2 separate regions of the Sus scrofa genome follow, and region 2 is linked to region 1. A link is a contact called in public HiChIP or PLAC-seq data. All regions are on one chromosome and are shown on one strand. The core of a region is the stretch at or near the end of the contact, and the rest is flanking DNA. Distances in the headings are between cores, read along the strand shown. Region 1 holds the start of DUOX2 (dual oxidase 2). Region 2 holds the start of SPG11 (spatacsin).

The links. HiChIP or PLAC-seq counts read pairs in DNA pulled down with a chosen protein or histone mark.
Region 2: an H3K27ac HiChIP or PLAC-seq map of alveolar macrophages shows a contact between it and region 1. The contact joins the promoter of SPG11 here to the promoter of DUOX2 in region 1. A contact is called at or near these places in 2 of 47 Hi-C or Micro-C datasets (embryonic fibroblasts and fetal skeletal muscle) and 2 of 2 datasets of contacts at active chromatin or transcription factors (alveolar macrophages and skeletal muscle).

What each region holds. Positions count from the first base shown.
Region 1 is chr1:126,617,451-126,624,730 of Sscrofa11.1, reverse strand. It overlaps DUOX2 (dual oxidase 2), which reads right to left and starts at 4,221. Exons shown (of 34, transcript NM_213999.2): 1 at 4,127-4,221; 2 at 3,424-3,500; 3 at 3,057-3,146; 4 at 2,629-2,793; 5 at 1,855-2,042; 6 at 1,504-1,705; 7 at 1,237-1,403; 8 at 819-879; 9 at 302-398. The coding sequence starts at 3,493. DUOXA2 (dual oxidase maturation factor 2) reads left to right here and starts at 4,372. Exons shown (of 6, transcript NM_001243550.1): 1 at 4,372-4,769; 2 at 5,861-5,918; 3 at 6,214-6,348; 4 at 6,591-6,804; 5 at 7,115-7,280. The coding sequence starts at 4,623.
Region 2 is chr1:126,886,907-126,894,186 of Sscrofa11.1, reverse strand. SPG11 (spatacsin) reads right to left here and starts at 3,717. Exons shown (of 53, transcript XR_002345138.1): 1 at 3,608-3,717; 2 at 3,280-3,370; 3 at 2,441-2,673; 4 at 1,772-1,852; 5 at 966-1,108; 6 at 412-489; 7 at 37-178. It overlaps LOC110261210 (a long non-coding RNA gene), which reads right to left. Exons shown (of 3, transcript XR_002345158.1): 3 at 4,240-4,265.

The sequences.
Region 1 (7,280 bases), core at 2,972-5,471:
TTCAGTGTGGGTGGAAGGTAGAGATTTCTCTTTGTCCACACAGGGTAGGAGGGGAAGAAGGGATTGACCCAGATGCTGGACAAATCCTGCTCTCAGCAACTGAAGTTCAGCCTCATTAGGAAGAACTGAGGAGATTTCCCTGTTTAAGACTGAAATTCCTATCTCAGCATTCTGTTTCAGGGCACCAAATTCTGCTTCTCTTCCCCTATGGAATTGTGGGGGTATATAAAAGACCCCAGGCCCCCAAGGCCATTGGTTCTTCACCTCTGCCAGTGTGCTGCGCAGTCAGACCCTCCCTCACCTCATGTAGACACCAGGAGGCACCATGGTGGAGAAGAACTGCTCAGAGGCTGCCAGAAACTCTGGGGAGATGCTGGGGTCCAGGAAAGGCCGGTACTCTGCCCGCAAGAGTAATAAAAGAAATAAGCTCCTTCCTCACATACTCTTTTTTTTTTTTTTTTCTTTTGTCTTTTTGCCTTTTATAGGGCCGCTCCTGCGGCATATAGAGGTTCCCAGGCTAGGGGTCTAATTGGAGCTGTAGCCTCTGGCCTATGCCAGAGCCACAAGAACGCCAGATCCAAGCCACATCTGTGACCTACACCACAGCTCAGGGCAACACCGGATCCTTAACCCACTGAGCAAGGCCAGGGATCGTAACCACAACCTCAGTCAGATTCATTAACCACTGAGCCACGAAGGGAACTCTGTTCACATACTCGCATCACATACACCCATCTGTCTTCTTTCTTCTGTGAATCCTGATTACCTCTTCCTCTCTATAAATCCTCCTGAGTCCAGGTGTTCCCCAACCCCCTTACCTGTGTAATTTGGAGGTGTTTGCTGCAGGAAGCTGGGCAGCCACTCATACATAGTGATGCTCTGAGGGTCAAGAGAGGGGAAAGGGGAGGCCAGCGCTGGAGCTGCTGTCCTGAAGGGATCTGAGCCCAGGAAAGGCCTAGGTGGGAGATGAGGACCAGGCTGGGGCAGTCAGGGGAGAGTCACTCAAACAGGAGAGGGGCAGAGGTGCCTGTCCCCCACAAGGAACCAGGGGGTCGGGGAGGGCGACAGCTAAACAATAATCACTAGGAAATCTCTTGTCTAAGTAACGCTTTGCCTCCTTGTCATTTTCAGGGAGACAGTAGCTCTCGGGGAGGGGGAGGGGTGTTTCTCCGTGGGGTTGTGCAAGGAGGGACGGCTCTGGGGACCAGGACGTGGGCGAGGAGCCTTGCGACTGACCTGGTAGGTGGCGATGACCCTCTTGCGCGCGTGCTGGAAGAGCTCCTCGTCCCCCCAGAGCGGGTGCTCGCGGGCCAGCTTCTGCGCGCACAGGTTGTGGTAGCGGAACCAGAGCAGGCCCAGCGCCTGCAGGAAGGGCTCGCGGTTCCCTTGCTCCGCCCCGAAGGCTGCACGCGCCGCGGGGACGCAGGGGAGAAGGTGAGCGCCGGTGGGACCGAGGCGGGTGCACCTCGCCGACCCCCGGCCCGCGTCCCCGCCCGGCCTCACCGTACAGCCCCTGCGGTCCGCGCTGCCCTGTGGCAGGGTCGGGCGGCGTCCACATGAAGAGCGGGTCCTGCGCCTGGCGGGGGAAGGCGGGGTCGGGCCCCGACGCCAGCTGCCCGCCGGAGAAGCTCCGCAGCTCGTCGCTCCAGGAGTGCGAGGAGCCATAGATGGCGCTGCCGTCCAGCCAGCCCGTCACCTCGTTGGTCTGAGGGGACGGCGGGAGCGGAGGTGGGGGCTGAGCCGGGGGTCGGATGGTCGAGGCGGGTCAGGGAGGGCGAGGGTCGGGCGCGGGTGGGAGCCTCTCCCCACCTGCCTCGGGTCCGGTCCCTCGGCCCTGCCGCCTGCCCTGCTCACCAGGTCCCGGGGGTTGCTGGGGCTCTGTCCGGTGTTGGGATCCCAGCGGCTCCTCTGGAAGGGCAGCACCACGTCCCCGCTCTTGTGCGGGTCGAACACGGGGTCTCCGGGCGGGATGTGGATGTTGAGGAACTCGGCTGGGCAGCCAGGCTTTTCAATGCTCACCAGGTCCGAGAGCACGTGGTAGCCTGAGGCCATGGGGTGCAAACTCGTGAGATCTCTACTCCCACAGCCAGAGCTGATGCCAATTTCTTAAGAGCCTAAAGACAAATGTTCCTGTGCAAGCTTCGCTGTCAGCTCTAGAATGTTTTTCTAATCGGTATTTAAAGTGGGGTTATATAGTACCCTCCTCACCCACTTCATAGGTTGTGAGAATCAAAATAATATAGCTATTCTAAGTGCTCCCCCAGACCAGTCCCCATCTCCTAATAGATATCGGTTCCCCATCCCTCTTCCAGGGAAAGAGGTTAGAATCACAACTGGAGGAGAGGGGCAGCAGGGGACTCAGCTCCTAAGAGCTGCAATGGGGGTTAGTGGCACTCCCCGGTTTGAGTAAGGGGCTACAGAAAAATTAGGAGAGCAAGCACCTCTGAATCATCATCCTGAAGGCCCTCCAAGAGGGAGAAAGCCTTGAAGTGCTGCTCGGTGGGGGAGGGAGGTGGTTCAGAGTCAGGTAGGTCTCCCATGGACTTGGAAAGAGGCCTCAGGGCCCCTCTCCCCAGGCAGTGAGCAAAGAGCCAGGTCAACCCCAGTGTTCTTCCACTTTGCCCTCACCGAAGAAGACCCCCAGCACCGTGCGGTTGCGGATGGACCGAAGCCCGGCTGGGCCCCGCATAGTTGTGTGGCTGAGTTGGCGCGGGTTAGGTAGCAGTGGCTCCCCCAGAGCCTGATAAACACCGTCTGCATAGTTGGCTGGTACAAGGCGCCGCAGCGGGGAGCCTGCGGGAAATAGGGAACCAGGCTCTGTCTGAGTAATCTGTTCCCAGCAAGCCCAGGAACCTCATCCTAAGCCTCCCTCAAAGTCCCCACTCCCTCCGATGAGACCGCTTTTCTTGCCCCTGGAGTGGAGTCACTGTGCAGACAGGCAGGTGATTGGTGATGCTCTCTCTTGGCTTCTCAGCACAGGACCTCCTTCGTTCCTGCCCTCCGTTAGCCATTTTCCACCCTCTACATCCACCCCCTTCCCAGACTGCAAGACGCACCCGCAGCACCATGCTCGTGTTGTCTCAGGTTGTTGAACCAGCCATCATAGCGCTGCACTTCCCAAGTCAGTGAGAGTGCGTCCTGGCCACCTGTGGGTCAGAGAGTGATCCCTTCAGTGCTAGCCTCTCTGGGGCCCTGTACTCTTGGCCAGTGCTTCTCAAGGCCACCGGCTGCCCGCAACCCGACCCAAGTGGCAATACTTGGGCAGCGTCTGCGCTGGGAAGTTTCTCTCCAGGCTGACCCACTCAGCGATCTGACCCGATCTTCCAGCCTCAGGGAGCCTCTTACCCTCACTTCTCCCTTCCCCAACAACCAGGGGGGACTAGGTGACATCTCATCTTGAAGCTAGGGGCACCTGATACTTACCTACTGGATCCAGGGGTACAGTCAGCAGAGCTCCTAAGAGCACCAGTGCCTCTGGTCTTATGCAGAGCATGCTTACCCTGAAGCCAGAGGGGTGGGAGGTGGTACGTGAGGGGCACTGATCAGGCATCCCCCACACCCACACCTATAGCTGGCGGTGGGGGAGAAGGTGCCAGCTGTGTCCACTTCTAGAGCAAAGTTTTTAGAAGCATCACCAGAGCACCCGTAGCCACTCTTTTTAGGGCACAAGCAGCCCTGTAGGCATTGTCACTGGTCCCCACTCTCCACCACCTTGTTGAAGTAACCTTCACCACACACAGGAACCCCTGGGGCATAAGTCCTTTGGGGCTTGTCAGTCCCTGGCAGAACTTTACCTCCAGCCTTCCAGGTCCCTCACAAAGACTTGAATCCCAACCCTTCAGGAACTGCTTCTCATAGAGGAGGCAGGGAAAGTAAAGTGGCTAGTGAGCTGAAAGCCTCGGACCTGCAGTCCCTTGTATTCCTCAGTGAATGCCTGTGCATGGACACTAGGGATGGGAAGATCAGGCCCTAATAGGCCCCCGGTCTAACTTCTGGTTTAGGACCCCCACTGGGGTCATTCGTCTTCTTTTTCTTGGAATCTTTACTTCTCTATTCTGCTCCCCGCCTCTCCCTGCTTCTCCTCCCCAGCTCCACAGATTCTCAGCCTCCAGGGCTTCACTCTTACCCTTCTCACTGGGTCCTCTGAGTCCAGCTGCGCAGGTGTCCACTCAGACCAGAGCTGCACCAGGTGTGAGCATCTGGACAGAGGCTCTGCTTCTTGCTGTGCAGGTGGCGCTCATTCATTTACATAGTGACCTCCACCCCTTATTTGCATGATCTCTTCCCGCTCAGACTTGGCTGCCACACCCCTACGCTGTTGGCAAGGTGCCCATGCTGCTATAAAAGGGGGGCAGTTCCCCTGTGACTTCCAAATGCAAAGAGAACCTGCAAAGCCCGCTCTCCTGCCTGACTCCTTTCTAGCCAACTCAGAACGCCTGAGGACAGGCAGCCTCTGAGCTTCCTTAGGGGCCAGCAGAAGCCTGCCAAGGAGCTCAGACTTCACTGCTCATTGGGTCCAATCCTCGCACACAGGGGGTGGGATAAAGGGAAGAAGGACCCAGGCACGGACGCCAGGGATTGCTCTCCCAGCTGGAGCAGACTCCCCTCCTCCCAGTTGCAGCATGACTCTGTGGAACGGCGTGCTGCCCTTCTACCCTCAGCCTCGGTATGCCGCCAGCTTCAGCGTCCCACTACTCATCGTTATTCTGGTGTTCTTGGCCTTAGCCACCAGCTTTCTACTCATCTTGCCCGGGATTCGTGGCCACTCGGTAAGGAGATGCTAGAAATTCTGGTCTGGGGGTGGAGGGCATCATGGGCAGCTTGTCTCTGGACCTTGTGGCAAGGCCCTTCATGAATAGCCAAAACTGAAACACTGAACCAGAGAAGCACAGGTGGAGCACACCCAGAATTTGGGTCCAGGAAGAACCCCTTCCCAAGAACAGGGAGAGATCCATACAAGACATCCTAGAGACTGATCCCAGCTAGATCATTCAGGAGGCTGCTGCAGTGAGAGGGAGTGCCCAGTCTAGTAATCTTGGGCCAATTTTGGTCTTCACAGGCTGCAGGGGTCTCCTGCCTTTCCCCAGACTGCATCTCCACTCCCATCCCACTCCTGTCTTGACCTCCAGGTGGTGATCTTCCGCCCAAGAGGACAAAAACCGGCCGCTCAGACTGCTGTGTTTTGCCTGTGCACTGGGTTGAGATGTGTGTGGGTGCTCCTCATCCTAAAGACTCAGAGATTCCTGCACAGGATTTGAAGTTATAGCAAATTGGGCACTTTTTCTTAATTTTCTCCTCTCCCAGAACCTAAGTTCTCTGTTTTGAGAGTCCAGTAGGACCTGACTTATCTTGGTTTTCTGGGAAGCCTGGCACATCTAAGAATATCTAAGAGGTTGTGTTCCCACATCCTCTACTTGATGACCAGACCCTGAGGCCTCCCTCTCCTGAGGGAGGTGACCCCTGCCTGCCTAGCACTTCTGAACTTAATGAGCCTCATCACAGCAGTGACTGGAGCAGTAGGTGGGACCAGGGCTAGGAGCCAGATAGCTGGAGAGGAAAGGGAGTGAAGGTGATGGGAAAGCACCAGGTTGAGACAACCCAGTTGCAAGGTGAACTGGGAAATGGGGTGGGGTGGCAGAAACACAGATGTCAGGAAACATTAGAAATGCTAGTGGTTCGGAGGGACTTGGACAACTTGACTTCAGCTTTTAAAGGTCAGGAATGTAATTGGGAAAAGCAAACTGGGCAAGAGAAGGAAGTTGCACGGGCAATAAAGGCCCTGGGTGGCATGGGGTCAAGGGAGGCCTTGGGGACTCTGGTTGGGCAGTACCCAGACCTGACCAGGTGCCTGTCCCTGCAGCGCTGGTTCTGGTTGGTGAGAGTTCTCCTCAGCCTGTTCATAGGCGCAGAAATTGTGGGTGAGTGTGTGATGCAGCGGATGGGAAGAGGACCTGGGGTGAGGAAGGAGGTGGCCAGAGGGTGCCTGGGAAACTGGAGCACAGGGGTTGGGTTCCTGATCCCTCTTACCATTCTCTTTCTAGTGGGCACGCTCTAGTGACCACTCTTCTGCCCTTGCCATGTGTACCGTATTGTACTCCTAGACCTCTCCTCTCTCTCTACAGTGTCCCACCTCCCATCACTACCCTTCCAATTCCATCCCCCCCATCTTCCGCCTAAGCCTTCCCCTCCCCCACGGTGTGCCTCTCCCCACAGCGGTGCACTTCAGCGCAGAATGGACCGTGGGCGAAGTTAGCAGCAATACATCTTACAAGGCCTTCAGTGTGGCACGTGTCCAAGCCCACCTCGGTCTGCACGTGGGCCTGGAGGGTGTGAATATCACACTCACAGGTGAGGGGTCTGTGTCGAAGTGATCTGGGGTTTGCGGAGACCATGGTTGGGGGGAGTGTGGAAGGGGCAGCTGGAGGACCTCACAGATCCCGCAAGCTCAAATAGCTTTTGGTCCTCATTGATTTATGTTTTCTCCAACCGCTGCCAAACCCATTTCTCTCGGATCCTCTCTTTCCTGTCTGAATCCATTTATTGCCGGGTCCTGGCTGTAAGCAACCCGGTGACCCCGCCGCTCTCCGCAGGGAATCCGGTACAGCAGCTGAATGAGACCATCGACTACAACGAGCAGTTCATCTGGCGTATGGGCGAAAACTATGCGGCGGCGTATGCGAAGGCTCTGGAGAAGGGGCTGCCGGACCCAGTTCTCTACTTGGCGGAGAAGTTCACTCCCAGAAGCCCCTGCGGGGTTTACCGCCAATATCGCCTAGCCGGACACTACGCCTCCGCCACATTGTGGTGAGCGCTTAGAGAAGGCAATTTACGTGTGTGCGGGAGTGGGGGTGGGGCTGTGAGCCGGAGAATGTGAGGTACAGTTACAGTCTGACGGGCTTGGGGTGAGAATTACCGCCTCGTGGGTGGATGGTTACGAGGTCTCTACAACCACCGGAATCCGACGAGACAGCAGCTGAGACCCTCCTACTCCCCCCGGGAGGGTTTCCCTGCGCCTCCACCATCCCAGCCCCCGGCTTTCGCTCTGGGGAAGGGATGTAGAGGAAACGAGCCTGTGGGAACACGGCTTACAGCGCGGATGGGGCCCTCTCCGCAGGACGGCGTTCTGCTTCTGGCTCCTCTCCAACCTGCTGCTTTCCATGCCGGTCCCGCATTATGGAGGCCTGGCTCTCCTCATCACCGGCGCCTTCGCCCTCTTCTCTGTCTTCGCCTTCGCCTCTATCTCCAGCGTGCCTCTTTGCCAGCTCCGCCTCGGCTCCTCC
Region 2 (7,280 bases), core at 2,468-4,967, 270 kb before region 1:
CCAAGATCAGAGGTTGTGCAGGGCCCCTGGGCTCACCTGGTAGTAATAGTCATCCAGGCGGGGGTTCTCACTCTGCAGCTGAACCATCTGCACTTTTACCACCCAGTCCTTCTCTTTTTGGCTCATGAGGTTAGCATAAGGGTCTGGCTGCTGAGACCAAGGCTCCTTGGCTGGGGAACTTCAAGCCAGGCCAAGTGTCCTGTTAGAATTTAAACCCCTCCAACAGCAAACTCTCCAAGAAGTGGTGAGCAGGGAGCAGGATGTCAAGAAGGATGGGAGGGAGTGCAGAGGTGGGCCACTGTATGGGAGGCTTTGCTGGCAGGGCTATGGGGAAGGCATCCCAGAAGAAGGAACAAGGGAACTCAGCATGCAGGGGGCTCCCCCAAACCCTAATTCTCCTCTAAGCTTTACCTTGGTGGTTGACTAGATTGCTGCTGCTTCAAGATCCGCTGGTGCTGAGGGTGGAGCTGGGTCAGATGACTGGGAAAACTTAGAGAGAAACATGGGCTGTGTGGGAGGGTGCGCTCAGCCTCCCACCTACCCCACCTTCATCTCTTTAGCCTCTGGGAACCTTGCTGGACATCTGTGGGACCCTACCTGCTCATGGGCCTGTCCAACACCAGCCTCGTGAAGCATCACTGTCCTAGCTCAGCAGGGCCTTCCCCTCTCTAGCACATGTTTCCCTGAAACTTGACTGCAAGAAATCCTGACACACAGAAAACCATTTGGCCTGGAGATCAGGACTTCTGAGTCCTAGTCTAAGTTCTGCCATGCCAGCTGACCTCAGATTAGTCCCTGGGCTTCCATGTCCTCTGTGAGGTGAAGGGATTGGACTTTACCTCACACCTATCTCAGTGAGTATTTCTGGTGGCGGCTGGAAGAGTGGTAGTCACGTCTCCTCTGCCACTACCTCCCGAGACTTCTGGAGAAGAGCTCAGCTCATTCTGGACTTTGGGGGCCAGTACCTGAGCCTAAGGGGCCACGAGGTCGATGGGCTGCCGAGGAGAGGTGGGTCTGGCGAGGGCAGTGGAGGTCCAAAGTACTTGGTGGGAGAGCTGGCACTGGGAAAGGCAGGCTGGAAGGGAAGTGGCACCAGGTAGTCCGGAGTCTGGGAGAGGAATTTAGGGTCTGGGAGAAGGGCATCTCTGCCAAGAGAAGTCTGCTTTTGTGCTGACTGCCTTTCTGCCCCTCTACCCTCACCTGCCTTTTCCTTCAAGAACCTCACCTAACGTTTTGCTGTCCTGAGGCCCCTGGTGAGGGCACCAGACCTGGATCTTGCTCTCACTTCCAAAAGGTGTGTCACATCCCAGGGAGCATCTCCTCAGTCCCTAACCAAGTGGGGGCCTGTGTTTTCCTACTGTGTGTGGGTCAACTCCCCTCCCTTTCCACCAGGTCTTATCTCAGACCTTGTCTTCAGCCACTGGGGCAAAACTCATGTGTCTCTTTTGGGACTCGTCTGGAGCCCTCCTCGGCCACAAATCCCTGGGCCCTGTGGTGCTCATGTGTTGAGATATCCTCAAAGATGGAAGTAGGATCTAGTCTGTCCTTTTCTTAGGAAGGCCTGCTGTCCCAGGATCACCTCTGTTGTTTACCGAGTTTCTCTGCATGATGGGAGACTCCCTACTTCCATACCCACACCTTGCTTTGGGTGCTAAATCTCCAGAGGGAGGTCAAGAGCAGACTGCATGTCATCTTAAGAAGGGTCAGGCTGCATACCACTCTTCAGCACCCAGTCTTTCTCTCACACAGGGTGCAGACTGGATTGACTCACCTGCCACTGAAAGTGCAAGGAGGCAGGTGACATCCCCAGGACACCAGAGGCCTTGATTCCAGGGGAGCTGAGAAGACCTTTCTGGAATGGGAGGGAGGAAAACCCAGGCTCCAATGAGCCCCTGTGGCATCTCCTCCATTCACCTGTGTTGGTGGGGGGAGGGAAGCAGCAAGACCAAGCATCTCCAATACCCAGGACCGAGGCAGCCTGGCTTTCCCTCAGATTCAATTAACAGGGTCAGGACCCTCTCCTTCCACTGAAGGGAAGCAAGGCTGGCCTCTTAAAATTTAAGTTGAAGCAGGGTCTGAGTAAGTCCATTTCTACCTGGGAATCTTTGCGTTTCTTCCCCTGCTGTAGGAATCCAAGGGAATAATTACCAGACATGGACTGCAAAGACACATGGGCCCAGAACCAAAGATGACTCGCTTTCCTCACCAAGAGCAGGGCCAGCATCTCTGGGTGATGCACAGCCTGCTAGGACCTGGATTCGAGGTGAGGGCAGCAATAGAAACTAAGCAGGAGACAGAAAGCAAGAAGGAGGGTAAGGAGAGCCTCTCTCTGGGCTTCAAGCCTGAAATAGAAACTGTTCATCCAGAAGCCGGTAGAAAGTGGTGGGGAAGAGGAGAGGGGTGGGTAGCTACAGCCAGCTGTCCCCTGCTGCCATGGTACCTGGGTGTTATGGACAGCGCTGAGGACAGCTGGATCTCCAAGGTCATTCTCTCCTTCCTCCTCCTCCACTTCCTCCTCCTCCTCGAGGTCTGAGGCAAGATCTGGATCCTGTTTCTCCTCCTTCTTCTCGTCTTCATTTGGTTCCTCTTTCTCCAAATGGGAGGCAGAAACCAATTCTACCTCAAGAGCCAAGGGGCCATAGGCCCTGCCTGGGCCTCGCTTTATGTGGGGGCCTGAGGAGGAAGTAGACTGGGCTTCAGTTTCAAGGAGTCTGGTCTAGAGAGGAAGCTTCTTTGTAGCACTTCTGTTCACAAGCCCTTTCCAGCACTCACTTCAAACATAGGCACCAGTTCTCAGAGTTTAACTCAGCCTCGCTACCCCAGGGGGCCCCTAACCACCCCCAACCAGAGCACAGGGAACCCGGCAGGTGCCAATCCCCTTCTCTGTCTGCACCCCCTCTTCCACTCTCTCATTGGTACCACCACAGGCTCCACCTGCTCACCCCACTCACAGCCCTTTTCAGGCCTCTCTAATCAAAAAAGTTCCAGCTGTCCCAACTCAGGGCAACTTAACCCTAGACTACCATGTGTTTTACATATATATGTTCATTTAACTCTCACAACAACCATACAAGGTTGGTATTAATTCTTTCTCTCTGAAGGTGAGGAAAACAAGGCCCATAAAAGTGATCTCAGTCACTTCACTCAGCATCATGTAGCTAATAACGAAAAAAACTTGCAATCTGGATCCCAAAGCCATGTCTATCCCGAGAACCAGACCGGCAAACCTCCTCATTCCTGGGCTTTGAATCAGATAACACAGCCACTTGGTGATACTACCTTGAAGGTATTTCATCCTTGCAGGCTGGAGGACGTGCTCCATGGCTGTTTCCTCTGGTGAGAGAGCACTGCTAGCCTCTGGAAGGTCAACCTGGGACAGAAAGAGACCCAGAGACCCTGTTCTCACCCAAACCGCCAATGTCTCTCTCCAGTAAGGATGTCAGAGGAGTTTTGGCTCTGATCTAAAGGGGCAGGATCCCTGGCTCTCAGAGTGCCCCAAACCCCCACCCTCTGACCTCATTAGCTCATCTCTAAGAAGCTGTCCTGCAAAGGACAGCAGAAATGAGTAACCAGGATGGGAGTGGAGAAGAAGCACTTCCACAGTCACCTCCAGCCTGAATCTGTGCACAGTGAGGGGGCTCACAGCTGCCTGGTTGCAAACACCCACCCCAGGACTGTGACTGTCCCTCCTGCCCAGTTTACCCCCTGGCAGCCTGGGCTGAAGCAGGCTTGCCGCCCCTGCCTTTAAAATTCCCAGCCCCTCCCCTGCTCCTGTTAAAGGGCCAGCATCCCCAACATCTTGGTAGAAATGTCAGAACAGAATCTTAGGATTAAAAAAAAAACCTTGAAAGGGCAAGAGGATTAAAGTGCATTTTTAACCTTCCAGGGTTGTGAGTTCAGCTTATTGAGATCGATATTTGGGGACAGATGTCTTAAAAGAGGGTCCCTGTTTTCCACACTCTTAATAGGAATTATGTGAGGGTCTGTTCTCTTTATTCCTAAATTTTGTCCCATTAAGTTAGATGGGAAATCCCTGGGTGGATCTTGAGGCGATTACCTAGCAGCCAAGGTCTCAGTGCTTAAAGGCAGGACACCTGTGGGTCTCTGCGGTCCACCTAGTTAGCTTGCCCTCCACTGTGTCCTGTGAGTTTAAGCCTGCTATCCACTCCCACTGACGAGGGACCCCTGTGAATACAGAAGATAAAAACACTCTGGCTTGAGTTATACAGATAAACCCATACCTTTCTGGCTGCTGCAGTGGAAAACTGGTTCAGAAGTTCAGGAGTATAATGAAAGGGAAACAACAACAAAACAAGCACATCAGGACCAATTGTAGCAAAACCTGAGACCCTTGTGAGCCTGATCAAGGCCTTCAGTGATCCTGGGTTTGGTGCCCCAATCCTGTGTTCACCTGAACCACACATGGCTTTTTTTTTTTTTAATTTTAATTATATATATATATATATATATATTATATATATATATATATATATATATTAGGTAAATTCAATTCTTTTTTTTCTTTTACTCAATGAATTTATTACATTTGTAGTTGTACAATGATCATCACAATCCAGTTTTATAGGATTTCCATCCCACAACCCCAGCACATACCCCCAACCCCCAAACTGTCTCCTTTGGAGACCATAAGTTTTTCCAAGCCTATGAATCAGTATCTGTTCTGCAAAGAAGTTCAGTCTGTCCTTTTTTCAGATTCCACATGTCAGTGAAAGCATTTGATGTTGGTGTTTCATTGTATGGGCTGACCTCACTTTGCATGATAATTTCTAGGTCCATCCATGTTGCTAAAAATGCCAGTATTTCATTCCTTTTAATGGCTGAGTAATATTCCATTGTGTATATGTACCATCTTCTTGATCTACTCCTCTGTTGATGGACATTTAGGTTGTTTCCATGTCTTGGCTCACACATGGCTTTGTAGAACTTCTGGATGAAACTGAAAATGAAGCTAATTCTCTACACCAGAAATCCAAATTAGGGTCCCTTTTTTTTCCTTTTTCATCTATTTGGGGCTGCACCCAAGGCATATGGAAGTTCCCAGGCTAGGAGTCTAATCAGAACTGCAGCTGGTAATCTATACCACAGTCATAGCAACATGGGATTTGAGCTGTGTCTCAGACCTACACCACAGCTCATGGCCACACTGGATCCTTAGCCCACTGAGCGGAGCCAGGGATCGAACCTGCATCCTCATGGATACTAGTCAGGTTTGTTACTGCTGAGCCACAATGGGAAATCCCCATGTTAGGGTCCTATCCTCAGGGTTATGGATCCATGATTCTTGGTGCCTCTAAAGAAAAATATTCCTTTTTTTTTTTTTTTTGTCTTTTTGCCATTTTTTGGGCCACTCCTGTGGCATATGGAGGTTCCCAGGCTAGGGGCTGAATCAGAGCTGTAGCCACCAGCCTATGCCAGAGCCACAGCAATGCCAGATCCAAGCCGCATCTACAACATACATCACAGCTCACGGCAGCGCCGGATCCTTAACCTACTGAGCAAGGCCAGGGATGGAACCCACAACCTCATGGTTCCTAGTCAGATTTGCTAACCACTGAGCCACGATGGGAACTCCAAGAAAAATATTCTTTTCAAAAGTTTTGCTATAGGTCATAACAATATGGTTGAGGGAAAATTTTTAAGTACCTGCGAGTTCCTGAAACTCTTTTCAGGTAGCTGAGTTGGGTTCAGGCCTTTTTGGTAATGTTGTTCAGCTATTTTTTTCTCAAAACTTCCTAATAATTTACCCTGGTATTATTATTGAAAGGGCCAAATTGTGACTTTCATTGTTCCAGCAGTGACTTATCAGACTGTTATAGAGACCAGGTGTTAGGAGATTCTATTGCTGCAGGCAGAGTTTCATTCTCAAGGAACTTTCTGTACCAACTAGTAGCACAGCAGGTGGACTAAGGCCCAGTCTGCCAGATCACAGCCCTCTCTTGGCTGTTTGAAGTGTCACTTGAGATGTGTAGAGGCTTTTGTAAAAGTCCCCTACCCTTGCTTGAATTCTTACATGTCTATTGATCCTTTATGTTTCCTAGGTTTATGCCAAGTTTAAGCCAAGGCTGGGCTAACCTTGGGGTACAGCAGTGAATGAGACAGTGGCACCCACGGCCTATAGAACTTCCCAGAACGGAATAAGAAGTACAGAAAGCTTAATAGGATTTTTGGATCAGATAAAATATATCTTAGGAAGTTCCCATTTTTGCTCAGCAGAAAAGAACCTGACTAGTATCCATGAGGACGAGGGTTAAATCCCTGGCCTTGTTCAGTGGGTTAAGGATCTGGCATTGCCTCAAGATGATGTGTAGGTCGCAGATGGTGCTTGGATCTGTCATGGCTGTGGCTGTGGCCGGCAGCTGTAGCTTCGATTAGATCCCTAGTCTGGGAACATCCATATGCTGCAGGTGTAGCCCTAAAAAGCAAAAGAAAAAAAAAAAAGATATGTTAGAAATGTTTACATTTGCTGAATAAAACACCTAAGGGCTGTTCCACATTTATGGGTAGATTTTTAATCCACTATTTCAGGGTCTTTAATGGTTGTAGATCTATTCTGGTTGTCAGTTTTTTTCTTGAGACTGTCTTGTCCTCTAGTCTTGTCTTCTAGTAACATTCCACTTCTTATAAGTTTTCAGATTTATTGGTATAAAGTCGTTCATAGTAGAAGAGTATTTTTAAAATCCAGGCTATATCTGTACTTTGTCCTCCTTTCTATTTCTAACACTATTTACATATTTTTCTAACACTATTTATATATATCACCTTCTTTTTCTTCTTTCCAGAGTTTATAAGTCTTTTCAAAACACCATACATAGTCAGGGTTTCCACAGGAAATAGAAAGTACACTCAAGTTGAGTACTTTTTTTTTTTTTCTGTCTTTTTGCTATTTCTTTCGGCCGCTCCCGCGGCATATGGAGGTTCCCAGGCTAGGGGTCGAATTGGAGCTGTAGCCCCCGGCCTACGCCAGAGCCACAGCAACGCGGGATCGATCCTCGTCTGCAACCTACACCACAGCTCACGGCAACGCCGGATCGTTAACCCACTGAGCAAGGGCAGGGACCGAACCCGCAACCTCATGGTTCCTAGTCGGATTTGTTAACCACTGCGCCACGATGGGAACTCCTCAAGTTGAGTACTTTTAATCAAAGTAAATTTTTTAAAGATAGAATTTTAATAAAAGGATATTTATAAGTGTATATAAAGAATACGGTATGATCATAAGGAAGAGTATGGTCCCCTGGGACTAGTAGTTATAGTTGGTT